2 separate regions of the Mus musculus genome follow, and region 1 is linked to region 2. Evidence: chromatin contacts called from public promoter capture Hi-C data. All regions are on one chromosome and are shown on one strand. The core of a region is the stretch at or near the end of the contact, and the rest is flanking DNA. Distances in the headings are between cores, read along the strand shown.

Region 1 (3,314 bases), core at 657-3,156, 76 kb after region 2:
ACTGTTCTGCATTTCTGAAACCTCCCGTTATGTGTGCTTTACCCTTTACTGACAAATAAAAATGAAAACAAACAAAAACCCTAACCTTAAAATAACCCCACTGCTAGCACAGACCACGCACCAGGGAGAGTTCTAACCTGGTGGTGTCACCCAGAGAGATGCTCCATCTAAGTCAGAAACATCAGTAGGAACCATCCTAGAAATGCAACCAGCCTATCTGGCGAGAGCAAAGCCTCAGACCCTGTCTGAGCATTTTATTTTACTTTTTGAGACAGGGTGTGGGGGTTGAATGAAAATGGCCTGGATAGACTTGGCATTATTGGAGGTGTGGCCTTGTTGGAGTGGGTGTGGCATTTTTTGGAGGAAGGATGTGTGTGTGTGTGGGTGGAGCTTTGAGGTTTCAGAAGCTTAAGCCAAGCCCAGTGTCTCTCTCTCACTTCTTGCTCCCTGCAGACCCAGATGTAGAACTCTAAGCTACTTGAGCACCATGTCTCCCTGCACCATGCCACCATGCTTCATGCCATGATGATAATGGAGGAAACTCTGAAACTGGAATGGTTTCCTTATTAAGACTTGTCATGGTCGTGGTTCTTTTCACAGCAATAGAAACCCTGAGATACAGGGTCTCGTGTAGGCCAGGCTCTTGTTATGTAGCTGAGGATGACTTTGAACTTGTGACCCTCCTGCCTTGGATCCCATAATGTTGGAGTGATGGGCCTGTGCTCACACTGAGTTCCTCATCTCTGTGAATTATGAGAATGAGGAAGTTCCGATGTCTTCAACCACAAGAAACAAGAAGGTGCTTCCAGAATTCCATTACTAGGAAACAATGAGTTCAGGGGATACTATTTATCTATCAATCTGCTTACGCCTCACCTCATTGGTCAGACTAAGAACCATCCACATTCTGAAACCAGATTCCTTGGAACTCCCCCATCCACCCCCCTCCCCAACACCTTTAATGACTCAGGACCAATGGCCCTTCTATCGCTAACAGCCAATATGACACGCTTCCTCCACCATCTCTGTATTTTTCCTATTTTTCTATTATGCATGCTTCATGCCCCCTATGAAGCCTGCCATCATAGCCTGGGCTGTTTCTGTCTCTATCTCTGCTCAGAGGCAGGCATTTCACATTACACACACACACACACACACACACACACACACACACACACACACACACGGTAAATCTTTTGTGTGAGATTTGTTGTGTAGTGTGATTTTTTTTGGTATTCCTTGGCTCCTGATCAGTGAGATACTCTGTCATCACAAAACTCTTTCACTGTCCACACCCCACCCACCATGCGTGTGTGTGTGTGTGTGTGTGTGTGTGTGTGTGTGTGTGCACGCGCGCGTGTTTTCAGGTGAATGTATGGAAAAGGTTGATGACTAGTGTCTTCAAGTCAGTCTCCACCTTATTTTTTAGACAGGCTGTCTCACTGAACTGGAGTTTATAGGTTAACTAGACAAGCTGGCCAGCAAGCCCCATGGATCTGCAGTCAGCACCCTTCCCCAGCTCTGGGATTACAGATAAACGCCACTATGCCTGGCTTTTGCATGGCTGCCGGGGATCTGAACTCACGCTTGCATAGCAAATATTTTGCAGACTGAGCCATCTCCTGCCTTCCAACCTCCCCTCTATGAGAAAAGGCTCCACCTCGGAGGAGTTGGACCACTCCAGACACCATATCTTAAGAATGCCATCCATCTCCTCCCACGGTGATGCCCGAAACTTTGCATTCTGCTTTGGAAGATATCCCAGCAGGCCAAATACCTCTGGGAAACCCAAGTCTCTCCATATCCTTCGAAATGGCAACATTCCTCTCCTCAGAGTTTTCCACTGGCATCCCGTTGTAACCCATTAAGTCCATAGCGGCTTGCAGGGATCACACCTGTTTTCCATCAGGACTCCCTCCCATCAGCCAGCACAAACATGTGTGATAAGTTGATGCTAAAATACCATGACACAGTCCTTGGATTTACTAGCATCTAATAGATGAAGGAGAAAGCTTTGCCTTTTATAGCTCTGAGCCTCCCAGGCCTAAAGCAGCTGGAGCAGTTGCCTGCTATGCATTCATTACACACCGCTTCCCAAAACAGGAAACAGGCACCCTGATCTCCGGCTCTATACGAAGAAGGACTGCTCTATTTGAGACCAACAGGTCCGGTGTTCCAGACTCTGAATGGAGATCAACACCAACCAGAGAGCTTTTTAAAAATACTTAGGCTGGAGAGATGGCTCAGCAGGTGAAAGCGCTGTCATTCAGCCCAGGGAGCCGGCGTGTAATCCCTGGGGCTCACGCTGGGGAAGAGGATCTTTTCCTACAAGTCGCCCTATGGCCCCCACATACGGTGGCTCATGTTCACAGCATATACATACTAAATGCAAACAAAACAAAAAAACCTCAGGCTCAGCTCCAGATTCACAAAGTAAAGTGGGAACCTAGGCAGCCGTACTTTCTCACAACAGCCTCTGTGTAGACAAGGTTGGTATTGACAACAGTGATGTGGACCATGCTCAGGAGAGTACAATAGGAACAGCGTGGACTTAGAGCAAGCAAGAATCGTCCCCCGAGCCGGGCTGTGGTGGTGCACACCTTTAATCCCAGCACTTGTTAGGCAGAGGCAGGTGGATTTCTGAGTTCGAGGCCAGCCTGGTGTACAAAGTGAGTTCCAGGACAGCCAAGGCTATGCAGAGAAACCCTGTCTCAAAAAAACAAAACAAAACAAAAAAGCAACAACAAAAAAGAATGGTTCCCCATCTGGAAAAGACAAGCTGTATCTGAACAAATTTCTCAAGCTGTTTGGAGTTCAGGTTGGCTTGTGGTTGGTTGGTTTGGAAAATGGGGTTTCTGGCTGGGGAAGTGGCTCCGAGTCTATGAAGTGCTTGCTAGTCAAGCATGAGGACTTGAGCCGATGTCCCCAGAATCTATGTAGAAAGCTGGGCATGGTTGCATGCACTTGTAATCCTATCATTGGGGAGGCAGAGACAGGCAGGTCGCTGGGGATGGATGGCTAGCTAGCCTACGTAGCAGCAGTAAAATCCAGAGCAATGAAGAGTCTCTATCTCAAAAAATCAAAGCTGGAGTGAGATGCTGTAGTGATGGCTCAGAGATTACAATCTACATCTTACCAGAGCTACCAGAGTAAACGCCCTTGCAGATGATCCAGAGTTCACACCAGGCGGCTCACAACCACCTTTAGCTCTAGCTCCAGAGGAGCCAATGTCCTCTCTGGACTCTGTGGGCATGCACAGACATATACACTATTGAAAGAAAGATAAGATGGAGAGGGAGGGAGGGAGAGGGAGG
Region 2 (3,067 bases), core at 436-2,935:
CAAATGTGGGAAACTCTATTGTGTAGTTTGGGGACTATGTTATAACTTTGCCTTATAAAAACTAAATAAAAATAATATAGTGCAAGAGAGAACTCAGATAATTCAGCTTGCCTGAGAGACTTTAGGATATATTGAATTGGATGAGTCCCAGAGGATAAGAAGGGAAGTGAGAACAGAAAGTTACTTGAAGAGATTATAATGTTTTTGTTTTCTTTCTGGATTTGAAGCCATTAGACAGTGCAAACGGGGCCTCTCCAGGTGCACCTGTGTGCGACTCACCTTTGCTGCCCCTGTGGGACACACAGTAGGTGTGGCTATCTATGTGGTCTTACTCAATGGTCATCTCTGGGACGGGTGTGACCATCAGATGAGGCCCCTGGCAGGGGAGCCCATGGTGGAGAAGCCTGCCCAACGCCATGTGGTCAAAAGAGGAGTGGGAGCTTCAGTCTCCAGCAGAAACCTTTCAGTCTTGATAGAGTCTGACTGACTCATCTAGGATCCTCCCAGTTCCTGTGGGAAAGTCCCATGTGCTGGGCAACCTCCTTAGTCCCCAAGCAAACTGGATCGTGGCTCATGCTAGGTCAACTGCATAAACTCAGGGATTTGACAGATGGTGGTTTGAATTCCATCCCTACATTTTAATGACTATGTGTGCACTTTAACTTTTTTGCCAGTAAAGCTCTCTCTCGCTCTCTCTTTCTCTCTCTCTCAATCTTAAAAAGAATTATTGTTTCTTTTGGCAAAAAGGTCACACACACAGCCAGCAGGCATTGAATGGTGGCCTGTCCAAACTCTATATAACAGACACTCAAGAAATGTTAGCTTTGGGGACAGAGACATGACTCAACAGGTAAGAGTTTTGTGCTCTCCCAGAGGATCCAAGTTTGGTTCCCATCTCTCACCTATAGCTCTAGTTCCAAGGAATCCAGTACTCTTAGCTTCATCTGCACAGGCAGCATTCACACACACACACACACACACACACCTCTTTATACATGATAACTATTATTATTTGTATCTTGTTACAGTTTGGGTTTCCTACGATGATATCCATCTGTATAAAGCAGGGCCTGGTTTCAGAGGTCTGGAACACCAAGATTAAGGACACCCATGTTATCCTAGTTACAAAACATGACTACATCCCCAAATCAGCCTGGAGCTTTGCTTATACCTAGATCCTCGTAGGCTATAGAGTTGGTGGGGGTGTAGGGTTGAATGCTTGGCTGTGTTCAAGTCTCATACTGTAAAGACAATACAAAACACCTTAGTTCCCCCCAGGACACTGTCTCTAAAACACCCTTTTGACTTGTATAACAAGGTGTGTGAGTTTGCAAGGAATCCCTGAGAAACCGTTTAAACTCTGCTGAAACGTTAGAAGGCACAGGCTATGCTAGGCAATTTTCCGGTGATGGGTGTTGTGAGCTGTGGCAGGGCCCAACTGCGGTCAGAACCATCAGAGTTAATGCAAGGTTGGGTCCTCTCTGATCAGGAGGGGACAAAACAAAAGTCCATTGTTTGTTTGTTTTTTTCCCCCCAGAGCTTGAGCCTGCCTGAGGATGAAACTTCAAAGCAATTCCACAGGACCCTTAAAGATGGCTAATCCTCAGGCAGAACTCCTTTTTCTGTCTGTCCTGCTTCCTGACCCCGCTGCTGGCAGCTGGCCCAGGCTCCCACCTCTGCCCAGGGAGGCATTCCCTCCCGATGACCTCATCAGAAACGGTCCCTCCCGCAGGCCAGGACCTCTCACCACAAATTCTTCTTCTTCATCAGAGGCCCTGAAGCCAACGGTGAGTGGGCTACCACATCCCCTCCTCTCTAGAGAGCCGGCTTGGGGCGATGAGTCATGGAGGAAGCCATCTGGCTGCTAAATGCTCGAGATCGCCTAAGAGCCATCAGTTCAGTTCACTCACAAACCTATGAATGGTTCCTTAAAAGAAAATGTAAAGGGCAAGAAACCAAAAGAGGGCCCTGGACCTAGCTCCTTGTAGAGTGCTTGCCTAGAACGCATGGAACGCTAGGCTTGATCCCTAACACGGCACAAAGCAGGCCTTCGCATGCTTCGGAAGGAGCAGAAGTTCAAGACCTCCCTGGGTACACACAGAATTTGAAGGCCTCCTGGGCTACTTGAGAGCCTGTGGGAGGTGGTAAGTAAATTATAATTTGAGAGTTTTGCAGTAGCCCAAGTGAGATACAAAGGGAAGTGTGGGGCTGGAGAGATGGCTCTGCAGTTAGGAGTGAGCACTGCTCTTGCAGAGCCTGCATTGATTTCCAGCTCACATCTACTGGTCACTCCAGCGCCAGGGGATCTGGACTCTGAAAACACCCGTATTCACAGGCTTACACACTGGGGTGTGTTGCTTTCATTCACAAACAATAACTGAAGGAAATGGTAAATTTCAGGGTTTTTTTTTTTCCCCTATAGACCTAGTGAGCTCTATTGTCTGATTCACAGACCCTCACGAGGAATTCTGGAACCAGGTGACCTGCCTTCCAAGTGACCTGCCTTCCAGGTGACGTGACCTGCCTTCCAAGTGACCTGCCTTCCAGATTTAGCATTTTGTAGCCATGGAGAGTAAATTTCTCCCAGTTGTTCATGGACTTGTGGGATATCAGTACATCAAGGAGGCTCCTAACTATAATCCCTCTTTTTAAAAGAAATGCCAGGCATGAATGTTGTTGCCACTGGAGGGAGGAGAAGGGATGAAGAAAGGATTCAGAGGAATGACAGGTAAATCTCTGACCCTTCCATCATTCCCTGTGGTGAACAGGGAGCTGAGGGACTAGTCATCTTGTTTACAGCCACGGCCCACAGGTCATTCCTCCGAACAAAGGATTCAGAGTTACCGCCATGAACCCAACAGATTAGGCTGAGAAACCAGATAGTCAGTATCTGAAAAGGCAATACCCTTCCTCACTATGAGTATGAGTATGAGTGTGAGTGTGAGTGTGAGTGTGTGTGTGGTGTGTATGTGTGTTGTGTGTATGTGTGTGTGTGTGTGTGTGTGTGTGTGGTGTATACGTGTGGTGTGTGTGTGTGTGTAGTATGATGTGTATGTGTGTGTGTGTG

The links. Promoter capture Hi-C pulls out the DNA fragments that hold promoters and counts their contacts.
Region 1: a promoter capture Hi-C map of cranial neural crest shows a contact between it and region 2. The contact joins two enhancer-like sites. A contact is called at or near these places in 3 of 39 promoter capture datasets (cranial neural crest, maxillary cranial neural crest and stem cell-derived epiblast-like cells), 1 of 15 datasets of contacts at CTCF or cohesin (embryonic stem cells), 4 of 484 Hi-C or Micro-C datasets (differentiating embryonic stem cells, embryonic stem cells and ganglionic eminence) and 4 of 115 datasets of contacts at active chromatin or transcription factors (embryonic fibroblasts, embryonic stem cells, epiblast stem cells and 1 more).

Annotation. Positions count from the first base shown.
Region 1 is chr9:67,180,260-67,183,573 of GRCm38.p6, forward strand. No RefSeq gene overlaps it. Among named protein-coding and RNA genes, the nearest start is that of Gm40529, 3.7 kb to the left of the region's middle. Within about 2 kb of position 1,907, at least 20 of the 459 cell types and tissues checked have an H3K27ac peak or open chromatin away from gene starts, as enhancers often do.
Region 2 is chr9:67,104,301-67,107,367 of GRCm38.p6, forward strand. Gm10646 (predicted gene 10646) reads left to right here. Exons shown (of 3, transcript NR_153957.1): 2 at 1,538-1,787; 3 at 2,453-3,067. It also overlaps the pseudogene Gm22145. Among named protein-coding and RNA genes, the nearest start is that of Gm10646, 3.5 kb to the left of the region's middle. Within about 2 kb of position 1,686, at least 108 of the 459 cell types and tissues checked have an H3K27ac peak or open chromatin away from gene starts, as enhancers often do.